Linked DNA regions of Sus scrofa: all the other regions are linked to region 2. A link is a contact called in public Hi-C and HiChIP or PLAC-seq data. All regions are on one chromosome and are shown on one strand. Each heading gives the region's core, a stretch centred on a gene start, on an enhancer-like site or on the middle of the called end of the contact. The rest is flanking DNA. Distances are from core to core; before and after follow the strand shown.

What was found. A called contact is a pair of places that touch in the nucleus more often than the background predicts. HiChIP or PLAC-seq counts read pairs in DNA pulled down with a chosen protein or histone mark.
Region 1: a contact with region 2 is called in a Hi-C map of liver, with 3 times the contacts expected there. The contact joins two enhancer-like sites. A contact is called at or near these places in 1 of 47 Hi-C or Micro-C datasets (liver) and 1 of 2 datasets of contacts at active chromatin or transcription factors (alveolar macrophages).
Region 3: an H3K27ac HiChIP or PLAC-seq map of alveolar macrophages shows a contact between it and region 2. The contact joins the promoter of RABL3 here to the enhancer-like site in region 2. A contact is called at or near these places in 7 of 47 Hi-C or Micro-C datasets (brain, embryonic fibroblasts, heart right ventricle and 2 more) and 1 of 2 datasets of contacts at active chromatin or transcription factors (alveolar macrophages).
Region 4: an H3K27ac HiChIP or PLAC-seq map of alveolar macrophages shows a contact between it and region 2. The contact joins two enhancer-like sites. A contact is called at or near these places in 1 of 5 promoter capture datasets (liver), 26 of 47 Hi-C or Micro-C datasets (adipocytes, alveolar macrophages, brain and 15 more) and 2 of 2 datasets of contacts at active chromatin or transcription factors (alveolar macrophages and skeletal muscle).
Region 5: a Hi-C map of skeletal muscle shows a contact between it and region 2, with 4 times the contacts expected there. The contact joins the promoter of LRRC58 here to the enhancer-like site in region 2. A contact is called at or near these places in 1 of 5 promoter capture datasets (liver), 16 of 47 Hi-C or Micro-C datasets (brain, embryonic fibroblasts, fetal heart ventricle and 10 more) and 2 of 2 datasets of contacts at active chromatin or transcription factors (alveolar macrophages and skeletal muscle).

The regions. Positions count from the first base shown.
Region 1 is chr13:139,977,726-139,980,454 of Sscrofa11.1, reverse strand. All of the region lies in intron 1 of GPR156 (probable G-protein coupled receptor 156), which reads right to left. Among named protein-coding and RNA genes, the nearest start is that of GPR156, 4.7 kb to the right of the region's middle. Within about 2 kb of position 1,369, at least 3 of the 83 cell types and tissues checked have an H3K27ac peak or open chromatin away from gene starts, as enhancers often do. A contact at or near this core is called in liver, where this site is marked.
Region 2 is chr13:139,749,882-139,752,581 of Sscrofa11.1, reverse strand. It overlaps LOC102162379 (a long non-coding RNA gene), which reads right to left. Exons shown (of 5, transcript XR_001303087.2): 5 at 28-2,700. Among named protein-coding and RNA genes, the nearest start is that of NDUFB4, 21 kb to the right of the region's middle. Within about 2 kb of position 1,436, at least 50 of the 83 cell types and tissues checked have an H3K27ac peak or open chromatin away from gene starts, as enhancers often do. A contact at or near this core is called in alveolar macrophages, fetal skeletal muscle, liver and 5 more, where this site is marked.
Region 3 is chr13:139,607,646-139,610,475 of Sscrofa11.1, reverse strand. It overlaps RABL3 (rab-like protein 3), which reads right to left and starts at 1,312. Exons shown (of 8, transcript XM_021070305.1): 1 at 799-1,312. The coding sequence starts at 844. It overlaps GTF2E1 (general transcription factor IIE subunit 1), which reads left to right and starts at 993. Exons shown (of 5, transcript XM_021070303.1): 1 at 993-1,131.
Region 4 is chr13:139,880,628-139,883,614 of Sscrofa11.1, reverse strand. FSTL1 (follistatin-related protein 1) reads right to left here. Exons shown (of 11, transcript XM_021070306.1): 3 at 457-561. Among named protein-coding and RNA genes, the nearest start is that of FSTL1, 35 kb to the right of the region's middle. Within about 2 kb of position 1,509, at least 36 of the 83 cell types and tissues checked have an H3K27ac peak or open chromatin away from gene starts, as enhancers often do. A contact at or near this core is called in alveolar macrophages, omental adipose tissue and retroperitoneal adipose tissue, where this site is marked.
Region 5 is chr13:139,926,428-139,929,303 of Sscrofa11.1, reverse strand. It overlaps LRRC58 (leucine-rich repeat-containing protein 58), which reads right to left and starts at 1,596. Exons shown (of 5, transcript XM_021070309.1): 1 at 964-1,596. The coding sequence starts at 1,463.

The DNA.
Region 1 (2,729 bases), core at 120-2,619, 230 kb before region 2:
AGCTATCACCAGCCAGGGCATGATCACAGATTCATTGAAAGGTCCTTTTGGAAAAGGCTCTCAATTTAGCATTCACCCTATTCACCTATTCAGAGGAAATACAGCTGAAGTGGACTTTGGGCGATTCCACTTTATGCAGAAAATCAGGAATATCTTACATTAGAACCAAAAAGGATTATGTTGCTCTAGAGTCTTGCCATTTCCCTAGTTAAGACATTCGCTTCTGCCTCCATTCTCAAGGTCTTCCCAGTTACCCCGTTATCCTTGAAAAATCAGGATGGAGAGCTGACAGTGCTGGCTGATAGTCTGACATTCCAGCATAGGCAGACTGCAATAGGACGGCCCGGAGCATTCTTTCCTGAGTGTTCCACCATCACTCTGGAACAGGTACCCATGGCAGTGTGAGAGCAGTTCCAAATAGCAAGGCTCTGGGCAGAGTCATGAAGCTTTTTTAAAGAAGTCCTCTCATGCCCTTTTCTGTTCTCCCCCCATCAGAACTCCAGAGCTCCCGGCTAATCTACACGCATGCAAAGTTCCTCACTGCTGCCCTGAAAATTATCTTCCCATCTCTTCTACAATTCATCTCTTCTTTATTATTAACATCAAAAAGTGCAGATGACTGAGAACTTTCATACCCCCATCGCTATTTTATGATAGGGCACTTCTGAAAAGGGATCTGCAGTCTGAAGGAGAACACATGTGGAAGGTGACCAAGCAGGCCTGTCTATGGGTTGTCAATCATCACAGCCTCAACCCTCTACTGCCAAATACCTCTCTAGTCACTGTGCACTGGGTGGTTGAAGCAGGCCTGAATTGTGCAGAGATGGTCTGCCGGCCTCACTGCTGGGTCCTCTGTTGCCTAGCAACCTTGCCTGAAGTATAGTGACCCAGATTTAGGTTCATGTGTTAAAGGGGTTCTTAGACTCGTCTACGTCCCCCCCGCCCCCCGACGCCCATCACTGCAGAGGCAAAGTGGCCATGAAGGAGATCAAAATGATGCAGCATCCAGCCCATGAATTCAGTTTGACTTAGGCATCGTGAGTATATGTGTGCTTAGGGTAAGGTGATTGGTGAGATCTGTTTCTGCTTAGTCTCAGGACTATATTGAATGGATCTGACCTCCTCTTGTTTACATCCCTTAAGGTAGATGGCACAAAGCCTTTAGACTGCATTGGATACAGCAGAATATTCTGGAAGGGCCTTGGACACAAACAGACCTCAAAGCCTTGCTGGGGCTGGAGGTACCTCCAAAGAATTGCTCAAAATTGGGCCCAATCTCTGGTCAAAAGTTACATGGTTCTCTACAACAAACAGACTAAAGTCCATGCTCTGTGTCCTTTACAAATTAGCCTTTGGCCCTCCTGCTTTATCTCTTACTGCAAACCTGCCCTGACCCCCCCTTCCCCCACTGCTTCATCTTACTTGAGCCACACCAGCACTTTGGCCCTGACCTGAATGTCTGCTCAAGTTACTTTCTGAATCTCTGGAAATGCCCTTCCACACCACAGCTGCCAGTCAGAGAGTCACGCCTCCTTCAGAACTAGACTCAAAAGGCACTTCTCCCTCAGAGGAAAATAATGATTCCTTCTGAAATAGCTGGTTTTCTACCCCCCACCTGGAAATACTGGCTAGCCTCCACTCCTTCCCCCACATTTTCATAGCAGGTGTGATAACGTAATTATAGCACTCGGCATAGTTGACTTACACAAGCCTTGTCTACACGGGTGTCAAAGGAGCTGTGTCTTTGACAAGACTGATTCCTTCATCCTTCTATTTGGAATGAATGCATCCCCTCTTAATTAATCCCTCCTCACGGTGACAAGCTCTTTTCCACCTTCACCTCTGCACTCACACCTTCGGGGCACTCCGTTCACAAGTGCTTTTCCTAAGTCATTTTTTCTCCACATGCAGTCTTTCTCCTGATCCATACACTCTTCACGCCCATTATCTGTGTGCTCATTCTCCCCTATCCCTAGGAAGCAAGGTGGGCTCAGTAACATGGTATCGTCTGTCTCTGTCTGAGTAGCTCGTGATTATGACAAGTGTCTCTAAAAAACACCTTGAGAGGTCTCGATGGAAACCAATGCCCCATGGAAACACGTAAATATTTTATTAGATTCTGAACAAGACTCTTGCTCATAAATATTTAAATCCCTTGATGGGAGAATGCTCAGTGGATGATGAGAGTCAACTTATACTGGGGTGGGGAACCGAGAGAAGGAGGGGAACACCACAGCAATGGCAGCAGACGTTCCACAGTCTCTTTTAAGACTCCAGAATCACTGAAACTGCACCTCAGGGCTCCCCCACTTACATGGACACTCATTTTCTAAGTGCTCTCCCTTTGCAGTGTGAGGGAGGTCAGCACCCAGGGGGGCTGTCTGGAGAAGGCACTTGGGGCTGCATGCAGACTGCCACATCAGTCACAGCCCCCCCTCAACCTCACCACCCTTCTCTCATCACTGATAGCACAAAGAAAATTTACAAATAAGACACATAGGACTGGGAATGAGAGGGACTCTATAAGAATGTTCACGGCAGCTTTATTCAAAATAGCACCAAACCACCCACTGTCCATCAATAAGAGAACGGATGAATATAGATGGACAATATTCATACCGTGGAATATTACCTTGGAATGAAAAGAAATGAACAACATGGATGAATCTCATAGACATTATGTCAACAAAAGGAAGCCAGACACAGAAGTGCATACTGTGTGGAGGCAT
Region 2 (2,700 bases), core at 187-2,686:
CGGAGCTCCTCAATCCCCGTCCCAAGGGTTCCAGTGTGTTCTGGGCTGGGTCTTAATTAAGAAGTGGAAAACCATGTCACTAGAGGTACAGTTATTCTGGTATGGGCATTTTCTCTAAAAGACCTGAAAAACATTGTTGGGCTGGTCCCATTGACCCCTGGAGATCAATGGGAGGGGGAGGTGGGCAGCAGCTTGGCAGCAACCAATGCTCAAGGCAGTACTGCAGGATGCAAGGGCAGCAGGCTAGGAGGACAGAGACAGGAGAAATATAACAAGACGACATGACCCAATAGCTAAGTGGTGAACCCGTGTAGAATAATTATTCTACATTTTATTTTAAGTGTTAGTTTTTGCCAGATCTTGAAATCTTTCAGAGCTCAGTCTGCAGTGGGTTCATCCCCATTTACATTAACATTTGCTAGTGAGCCAAGGACCATACAGAGAAATAACAAGAAAGAAACACTGACAGAAACACAGATTCAGAGAAAGGGGAATTACAGAAGGAGATACACATAAAGAGATACATAGACAGTTTGAGAAAATAGATGAAAAATAGAGGAAGACAGAAAGCAATTGAGGAGGGAAGAACAGAGAGAGAGACCTATTAAGACATCCAAGACCCAGCTAGTGTTCTGGGAGAAGCTAGCTGGCTCCCCTAGGACGAAAATCAGGCCGTCCTGGATTGAGCCTCCCAGGATTAAGAACCTAAGAGAAACCACAAAGATTCATTGTTTTGTTTATCCGGAGGTTTTGGCTCCTGGCAACTTCGGTGCCGACGTTCTGACACACTGCCTGAGCTCCCCCTGCTGGCGGCTCTGCAGAATCTCACCGTCTGGTTCCAGAGTGGGATCAGATTACGTAAGTCTTCTTCGAGATTGGCCCACCGTTTTCCTTTTTTATTTTATTTTTTATTTTTTTTTATTTTCTCAAGTTCCTAGTTCTCCGAAGTCTGTCCTGGGAGACCCAGCCCAAATAAGAGTGCAAGCGGGAGACTGGCTGAGCAAACGCTAGCTGAACATGTGCGACATACAAAGTGCTGTGGAAAGGCCTTTAGGGAGTTTATTTGGCCTTTAGTCTTCTCACTTCAAGTGTCCGTTAGAATTAAACTGACCTTCTGGGGATGGAGTGAGGGCACTTTCCTGCCCAGTTCTGACCAACTAGACCAGCTTTCCAAAGTAAGTCCTGGGAAATGCCTACGAGGGCAACAGTGATGGCGCGCCCTTCTTTTTTCCCTTCTCTTTCTCCCTGTTCATCTTCTTCCCCGCACAAAGAAGAGGAATTGCATTGTGCAAAACTCCTGGGACGGGAAGGAGAGAAACACAAATCTCCCCAAATGCCAAGCCGATCTTACTGCTAAGAATAACCTTTATCTCGGGAAGAAAGACAGAAGACCTGCCTCTCTTTCTTCCTCCCCGCTTCCCCCCAACCCCCACACTCTGTCGATGGTGGATTTTAAAGGGGCAGCAGCACCCACGCCTAAGAATACACTGAGCGCTGTTTTTCCTAAAGTGCTTGAGTTTTTGAGTCACAAAGTCCAGAGAGGGGCAACGTGGGAGGAGAGAACTTGAGTCCAGAGGACCAGGGACAGAGGTGAGGGAGGAGGCAAGAGGGAAATGGAGGGGAAGAGCAAGATCAGGACACAGGGATCTCTGTTCCACCCTGATCCTAGGCTTCTGCAGCCCTGAGGAGCAGACTGACAGGGGTAGGCAGACCCTTTGGGGGAGGGTGACCCTGGGGTGGGCAGTGGGCCCCCCACTCTGGCTGTATTTGAGGATCACCTTGAGGGAGGGGGCAGATTTCCAGACCTCTGGCTAGGATGTATGCTCACAGAAAGGAGTCCTTGTTCCCCTAAAAACCCGAACCATCTCTTGTCAAGGACTCTGGAACATCAGAAAGGATTCCCTTCTTTTGTTAACTAAAAACTAAATAGATTCTTACAGTGACCTGCATTGCAGAAAGTAGCAATGGCCCTTGGAAAAATGGAGCCACTTCTTTAGTCCTCTGTTCTGCCCTTGTCCACTGTTTCTTTCTCTTACCCACCTTCCCTCCCCTAGCTTTTTCCTTTCATCATGGGTTCAGCCTTTTGCTCACACTATCTTGTGGTCTCCCCAGGCTCTGGCTTCCTTCTCACTCACCTTTCATGTTCTCCTGCATTTGCTTCCTGGGCCAGAGTGCCCTCCTTGTGGAAGCAAGAGAAAGAAAGGATTGTCATGTCTGCTTGGGATCCCCAGATGCCTGATGCCACATAGCCTTTGAACAGGGCAAATGGATACCCTACAGAGCTTGAGGAGAGTCTATCTCTGGGTCTTTCTTTACTCACACTCAGTCTACAAACTACCACTGGAAAACTACTGGACGGTTGACAGCCCATACATTGTAGTACCTTCTATCTTGAACAGCCCTTGTCCATTTCTACCATGCGAAAGCATTTTAGTGACTCATGAGTCAATAGGAGCAGAAGTGCCTGGGCAGTGTGATAATAATAATGGTTATTTATCACAAATGAAAGTTATATTTCTATATAACTGAAACTGATCCAGTTCTGCTATTGTCAAATAAAAGGAAAAAGCCTAAAAACATCAAAAAGTAAAAAATTAAAGAGGAACACTTTTCAGAAGATGTCATTTCTTTGTATTTCTCTAGCTAAATAAATTGTAGCAATTTCCAAAATGTTCCTGGAGAAGAAACGATTTTAGAAGC
Region 3 (2,830 bases), core at 63-2,562, 140 kb after region 2:
ATTGTGTCAGATGTTTGGAGCCATGAGCTGTGGTGTAGATCGCAGACCTGGCTGGGATTTGGCGTGGCTGTGGTGTGAGCCGGCAGCTGTAGCTCCGATCGATTGGACCCCTAGCCCGGGGAACCTCCATATACTCTGGGTGTGGCCCTAAAAAGCAAAAAAAAAAAAAAAAAAAAGAAGAAAAGATTAAAGAGAATAAAGAAAACAAGAAGCCCAGTTGAGCGTAAAAGATTACTACTACCTGCTATTTCACTAAATAATATAGGTTAGTGTTTTAAGCACACAGGCTCTCGGTTCAAACCAGTTCTGTCATTTACAGCCCTCCGCCTCTCTTTTCTCATCTGTAAAATGGGATAACGGGCCTGATCTCAGGATTGAGTCAATATATGCAAAGCACCTGGTACAGTTTCCTAAGCGCACGTTTGATTTCCTTAATTAACAAAATCTCTTAAAGGAAAGGTCCTAACTTTGTCTCAGCACGGCGTCTAATACCACACTCAGTATCCGCATATGTTTTAAAACAAAGGATCACTAAGCTGCGGTCATCTGGTAGACAGATGTAAAAACCTAAAAAAAACAGAGAAAGGCCCGGGCTCCGCGCCCCCAACACTTGCGAAGCCGCGGCTCGCTTAAACAGAGCAAAGTCCTCTGGGAAGTGTAGTCTTTGGGCCTTGAGAGGGATGTCAGCCCCCCGCCAGAGTCAGTTCATCCGCAGATGGGTGGAGAGGGAGTGAAAGGGGAGGATTTTCATATAACTCAAAAGTGTCGGGAGCCCCAAAGGTGGGTTAAGCGGCTCACCTGAGTCTCCCAACACCAGTACTTTCACCCGATCCAGGGACGCCATCTTGCCAGCTCCTTCCTGAGGTTAACGCCTATTCCGGGATTGAAGACCAATCAGAGCTGGGTATGGAGGGCCGAGTCTTCAATGCCATTGGCCAATCGGAATGTGACTGATTTGATTGAAGGCCTCACCGTGCTGATTGGCCTGCCTGGTTAAAAGTAGCGGGTGGTTTCTAAAACTGGTCGCAGGAATATGGCGTTTTCTTTGTCGCATAAGTGGCGTGGCTCGTTTAAGCCGGTAGTTGAGGCGCAGAGGGAAGCTGTAGTGGGAGTGTACGAGGATTCGCTTTGGTAAACCTTGTTCCCTGTTCCTTGTCCTCGGTTCCCTGGTTCGACGTCGCCTTTCAGGGTGTCTTCGTTGCTTTTTCCTTAGCTGTCCTCCTCCCCCTTACTCTTTTGAGTCGGTTCTCTGCTTGGTCCTCCAAAGAACCATTGACCCCGGAGCGGCCCATGTGCGACCTCGGGTAGGACTGGCTTGGCTGCGTCAAGTGTGGCCTCTGGACTCAGCTGGCAGAGTCCGAGGGAATTTAGGGCGTCGTGGTTGTCACAGTGGGGCGGAAACGAACATTTGGGAACGGGGCTGGTCCAGAGGTTTCGCGGTGATAATGCCACTTTATGTATGAAGCCGTGGAGACTATCGTGAAGTGTGGCTAACTGAGAAAAACCAGGTGGATGTATAGAATCCACGTTATTCCAGATTTGGAATAGTAATATATCGAAATCTAACAGAACTCCCCACGTCCACTTCTTCTTTCCCTTCATTTTGCAGTTTGCAGTCAGCAGAATCCTTTAAAATCGCTAATTTGGTGCTGTCACCTCCTGCTTAAAACCATTTGAAGTTTAAGAAGAGGGTTTTCAATACCCTACCTTTCTTTACTCTGGAAGCTGCAGTGGGGAAAGTGAATGGGGGGAGGTGAGGGCTAACAGGGTGGGCATGTTTGAAGAACACGTGCTGAGGAGACCTATTGAAAGTTTTATGGAAATACTTGACCAGCTGTTATCCATACTGGAAAATCAGTGGTGAACAAGATTAAGACCCTTGTCTCCGATGTAGACATTGAGAAAGTATAACTATTCACTGCCACCAAGAAGGGGAAAGAGCTATGGGAGCATGTGAAAGGGGGATGATTCTAAACTGCTAGGGAGAATCTGAGAAGGTGTCTCTGAGGAAATGTCATTTGAGATGTGAAAAATGATTAGGAGAAGGGACTTCGGCCTTTGTTGTGGGGGCGTGTGTAAAGGCTTGGAAGCAGAGAGCATGTGTGGCTCCTGGAATTGAGAGAATGCCATTGTGGCTGCAGATGAGGCTGAGGAGCCTAGACCCAGTACAGAGAGTGCATTCACTTTCAACTTTGTTCTTACAACTCTGCCTGGTGTTTGTGTGATTAGAATACATATGGTTTAAAAACAAAAGCAACTTGCTTTCAGGGGTCTGGGTTAGGTAGGGTAGGGTTGTAGGTGAGACTGATAGGTGACTGATGGACTGATAAGACTAAAAAGAAGAAACCAGACATGGCCCCCAAAGGTCACACACTCAAAAGTCTCCAGAGGCCAGCCAAGCTCCTTCCCTTTTTTAAAGTATCAATTGCTCTTCAGCTGAGTGTTTCCATGTGGGAATATGATCTCACTTTTTCCCTCAGATATTTCCACTTTTGAGAAGTAGCTGAAAATTAAAATTTATGTGATATCTCATGATTTTTATTTCATTAAAAAAAAAATGGGGGGTTTCCTATGGTGGCTCAGCAGAAAATGAACTCTACTGGTATCCATGAGGATGCAGGATCCGACTTTTGTTTTTTGTTTTTTTCCTTTTTTGGGGCCACACCTGCGGCTAGTGGACGTTCCCAGGCTGGGGGTGGAATCAGAGCTGCAGCTGCTGGCCTAACCACAGCAATGCCAGATTCATGCCTCGTCTGCCCCCTGTATTGCAGCTTGTGGGTCCTTAACCCCCTGAGCGAGTCCAGGGATCAAACCTGCATGGATATCCTCA
Region 4 (2,987 bases), core at 260-2,759, 130 kb before region 2:
GTGAGTTGCATATATCTAGAGCTGTCTATATTATGATCTCATTTTTACATAAAATAGGGAGAAATCTTAGATAGTTGCATAGAAAAAATGAACATGTAGAACAAATATATACTGAACTCTTAACACCAGTTACCTAAGACCAATGGGATTTGAGGGTTACGGGAAAGATTATTAATTTTATGTTTGTATAAATGTCTCTACTATCGACTTATATAAAGCAACTGTTAATTTTGTAATTTAAAAATCTTATAAAGGTAAGTAGTGTTTAAAAAGAAAAGTATCCCTACATTCACATCTGATTTTTACCTTCTGAGATAAAATTTTCACTTCTTTCAAATACACAAGGTGTGCTTTTATAAAGATAATGAAATCATGGGCACTGCTGACTGGTAGCTCCAGCAAGGTAACCACACCTGCCTTGGCCACTGTCCTCTGGCTTCCGACCTTAGGACTTACCTCAATACAGAGGCAAGTGGGCTCTCCCTTCTCTGTGACTGCACATTCCCGGCCGGCTCCACAAAACACATTGGCACAGATCTTGGATTTGCTCCTTGGCTCTTCCTAAAACACAAAATCAAAAAGAAACTCTGTCACTGAGATGAGTCCATCTCTGGATAAGCCAATGGTGGTAATTATCTCTCAGGCTTGGGCTGTGGTCTGGAGTGAAGACTCATGGTGCTGAAGGGTCCTGAACAGCCAGAAGCTGTTGCCAACTGCCAGCATCCATCTTGCTGGCACTGCTCCTGCTCAGGTCCAGTTACTTCTGAGTGCCCAAGAGTGCTTCTTATAGAGCAAATTTCCTCCTTGCATGCTTTCTTCTAAAAATGTTAACTGAGCACCCATTAAAGGACAGTACTAGGCTAAGGTCTGGAGATATAAAGACTGTCCCTGTCCTCACGTGGAAACACAACAGAGACTTCCAGAAAGCAATGCGTAAGTGTAACAGTGGGAGGGTGAGAATCAAAGGAGACTTTCTGAAGATAGGTCCTAAAGGATGAGAAGAGTAAACCAGGCAGAAGTGGAAATGCTTGAGAGAAATACACATATCAAAAGGACCAAAGTCTCACTGACTAGGGTTCTGCTATCTCAAAAGGCGAGAGAAGGATGGCTAAACCATCAGAAACACGGATCTGCTATTATTCGACATGGTCCTATTCAGCCCCCTGTCCATATCTGCCTCTGGCTTCAGAGAACCAAGGGGGCTGAATCACTTAACAGAACTGTTTTCAAACCACTTGTGGTTAGACATTTGTGTTCATACATATGTAGCAAAACTGAAAAGGCAGGGAATGGTCCCAGCCTATGCCACCAAGAATGTGAGCATTTGCAGGCAGTAACCTGTCAGTGACACAGTCCTTCCCTCATATTAAATGGTGGCAGAAAGCCAGCCCCACTCCATCTGCCATTCAGGAGTGGCAGTTGAATGAAAGAGAATGTGATTCCTCCAGCCCTTTTCCTGACTGTCTGGGCAGGTAGTCACCTGGGACCTCCAGGCTTGTGCCTACTGAGGTAGCACTGGCTGTGACAGAACCAACAAAGGTCATGCAACTGGCCATAGTAAGGGCAGGGATAGAATCTAAGATTCCAGCCTTCAGGCGAGGTCTACCACGTCATGTAGAAAGCTCATACCCAAAAAGCTTGTAACTGTAAAATCCTTATAGTGGTCAAACGTTTTGAGTCCAAGAACAGGTCAAAGAAAGCAAAAAACAAAGTAGATGTGAGATCTGAGGGTCTGTGTCCAATACAGTTGGTCTGCTGCCACCTGGAGGCTGCTTTGCAAACTCCAGGTTATTTTCTCTCCGAGCGAGCTTGAAGGGCACGCAGAGCTCCCTCCCATTGGTCTAGAAACCCGGGCCATGCTCACGTTTCATTGGTTCACAGGCTGTTGCTAAACCCATTCTTTTTTGGATGTTGCTAAGGGGAATTCAATAAAGCTGGCAGGCAGCGAAAAAAAGAAAAAAAGAGGAAGTAATTCCCAGAAGGCTGGGGGTACTGGAAAGCTGTTGTTTCCTAAACCAGGAGTGGAGATAAAATTGCACATATTCTCCAGGCAAGACCTTCTTGGAAACTGTGCTTGGGAATGAAAAACAGCTCTAAAAATGAAAAGGAAGGGGAAAAAGAAGAAAAAAGGAAAAGGCTGTCACTGATCATTGTTAAAAAAAAAACCAACAGAACAACTCAGCTAGGACTTTCTCCTCTCCCCCTTTATGAAACATGTTGAGAGATACAAATACATGTCCTTCATGAATCTGTCACATGAGTTAAAGACACACTACTGCATAAAAAAACATGCTCAGACGTATGCATGTCTACACTCCAAGACACACCAACACATGGCCCCATAAGCAGATACTCACAAACCGTTATCACTTACTAGCTCTTCGTCCATAATAAGGCACTTTAATGCTCTGAGCCTGTTTCCTCATCTGTAAAGTAGGGGTAAATACTAGCCCTGCCTTGTCAAGATAAAATGAGATAATATATTTGGAATTGTGTCATAAACTATGAAACAAGTTGCCCGTGAAGTGTTACTCATATTAATGCTTAAAGAACTTCCTGCAGAATAAATAACTTGTGGCATTTATAGAGCCTCTTTTTATCTTATGTTTGTTTTTAGTGAGTATTCATAATAAAAGCTTTTACTTATAGATCAAATTCAACTCGTCATTTTTTAGAAATAATTCTAAAAAATCCATTTGAAGAAATACTCTTTACCTAAAATACAATGACTAATATTTGATAGCACTATTAAAACTTGCAGAATGTTTTCACACATACACTTTCCTCTTATTGTGGATAACCCTGCAAAAACATGCATATTAACTACATTTTATAGATGAGGAAACTTTTTTTTCCTCTTTTTTGTCTTTTTTAGGGCTGCACCCACGGCACATAGAGGTTCCCAGGCTAGGGGTCTAATAAGAGCTGCACTGCCAGCCTATGCCACAGCCACAGCAACACCAGATCTGAGCCATGTCTGCGACCTA
Region 5 (2,876 bases), core at 347-2,846, 180 kb before region 2:
ATCTTGGAAAATTCAATAAAGAGATGGAAGATACTTTTTTTTCATTTTGGACAATACACTTCCTCGTACTTTATTTCTCCCCTGCAGGGCACCTTTAGGAGACTTTTGTTATCCTGCATTCCTGCTTCCGTCTTCCATTTAATTCAACATACATTTAGTGACTAATCTAGCAGATGAGGCGGACCTGTAAACAAGGAATTATAATCAATAAGGTAAGTGCAGCGGTAGGATGAATGGTTCCCAAGAAGTACAGTTTAGACAATTATAATTGTTGTCCAGGAAGTAGTAACAGAAGGAAACAAACAACAAAAAATGACCCTCAAAACAGGTTTTAAGGATGAGCAGGGGTCTGTCCAGTGCAAGCAACATTCTAGGCAAAAGGAACAACAATGTACAGAGGCACTGTATCCATTCAACACACATTTAGTGAGAGCCTACAAGCTGCTGGTAAAGTGCACACCTTACTGAATTCCACAAATAGTATTGCTGGTATTGCCAAGGAGAAGACAGAGTAGGTAACGCAGTGGCAAGCAGGGATCAGATCAGAGTTCCTTTGTATGTCACTTTACAGGACATAAACTTTGATCTACAGGCATGGAAAACCACCCAAGACTCCGGAGCAATTAAGTGACAACCTCAGATTTACATATGTTTGAGTATATGCTCAGTTCAGATCACTTCCAGTGACCCCAGAAAAACAGAAAAAATATCTCGAAAATCTGCACAGCGCAAACACAACAAACCAAACGCTGTCACACCCATGATCCTATCAGCTCCTCAGTACAACTCACTGAGTTGGCAGGGCAGCCAAAGAGTTCAAGAGCCTGGACTGAGAGAGTTACGTGACAACCAACGGGCGCCAAGACCAGGCGCAGGGCCCCGGAACTACCGGGGCCTCGGGACACCCACCCTCGACCCTGTGCTGGGGCCTCCCTACTCTCGGGCAGGCCGGCACCCGCTCACCTCCTCAAATTTTCGATCTCAGCCGGGATGCTCTGAAGCTGGTTGCCGCCAAGGCTGAGGGTCTGCAGCGCACGCAGCTCCAGCACCGAGGTGGGCACCTCCTGGAAACAGTTCCCGCTGAGGTTGAGCACCTGGAGGCTGCGGCAGAGCGGCGACTGGGCCAGGCCCTTGGGCAGCGCGCCGGGCCCGCCGAGACGGTTATTCTTGGCCAGCAGCGTGCGCAGGCCGCTCAGCGCTAGCAGCTCCGGCCCCAGCGCGGTCAACGCGTTGCCGCTCACGTCCAACAGTTGGAGGTGCGGGAAGCCGCTGCCCAGCGCCCGCGGCAGCGACACCAGACGGTTGTGCGGCAGCAGCAGCCGTAGCAGCGCCTCCCGCGTTCCGCGCCGCTCCTCGCCCCGCGCCTCCAACTCCGACTCCAGCGTCTCGGGAGAAACGCTGAGGCGGGACAAGTTCAGCTCGGCCTCCCCGGCCGTGGCCACCGGCGCTCCGGCCTCCTGCATCCCGGCCACCGCGTCGCGCAGAGCGCGACCCACAGGCCGGGAGCTCCGCGGCGCCCCGGAACCTGAACCGAGGGCTGCGTCGGAAGTGGCGCGGGCGGGCGCTAACCCCGGCCCCCCTCCCCCCCCGCGGAGTCACGCGACGCTAGGAGGCGGGGTGCGCGCGCCGCTCAAGGGCCGGACTCCGTCTCGCGCGGCGCGCCGCAAGGATCCCATGAGCCGGGCGGGGGCAGAGAGCAGTCAGTGCTCGGCTTACTCTCTGAGCCCGGCTGGGTCCGGGCAGTCGTGTTCTATAGTTCTTGAAGTCTGGTGACCTGTCCCCGAATTCCAGGGTGGCCTCGGTAAACAGTCCGAGGACAGTTTGGTTATTTGGCTTTGAGGGTTCGCGCGTGACGGTGCACCGCCTTCTGAGGCCCTGGTTTCGGAGTGGGGGCCCCTGGTCTGCGGGAGCCAGCGAGGACTCAGGACTTTAGTGATGATTCAGTTGCATGACAGCAAGACCCGGGAATTCAAAGTCCCGGGATTGACCAAGCCGACTTAAAAGCGCGAAGGCAGCTGAACTAGAAATCGGGACTCTTGGATCTTACCTCGGGTTCTGCTGTTAAATAACTTTGTTTCCTCGGACAGGGGATTTGATTTCAGTTTCTCCATCCAAAAAAAATATGGCTAATCCTTGGCCTGCTTGCCCTAGAGGATTTTTTTTTTTAAAGGAATGTGTGTCAAGAACATTTCACCATTTTAGCTGTAGAAGCACTTCTGTGGTTTTTGGTTTAAGTTGCAGTGGCTGGAAATGAATTTGGGAGCCATGGCTGAGTTTTCGTTAATTTGAAATAGCTCAAATTAATTGATCAGTTTAACCCAGAAAGCATTGAGATTTTACTTCAGGTTAAAACTTCAATTTAACTGGAAAAGTCCTGATTCTGGCTTTCATGTAGTACTTCTAAACCTGTTTTCGCCCTTACCCTAAAGTCGGTTTTTTTCTGAAATTTTTATAATTTTGAAAAGTCATGGATAGAAATGAAAATATTTAGTGTATTTTTTTACAAAGCTTATGCATAAAAATGTTAGACGATTGTATATAACCAGTGCTATTAAATTGCTTTCTTCCTAAAAAGAATAAAGTTAACTTTTTTCTTGCCGGTTATTTGTGTGAGAAATTATGCTTTTTACCTCCTGCCAAACTTTAACTTAATTTCTGATTGATTTATGGTTATGGGAGGATACACTTTGTGAGTTTAAAGCAGGGATGGAGTGTTTTTAAAACCAATGGAGTGTCCTGAATTTGAAACCTGTTTTGAAAGGGTCCTTTTAAAAAGTAGACTTTACTTGGGATCAAGATAACATTCTGGCAGGAACCTAGTGTGTGAAAATTGCAAATGTTTAAAATAATACGGGAGTTCCCGTAGTGGTGGGCAG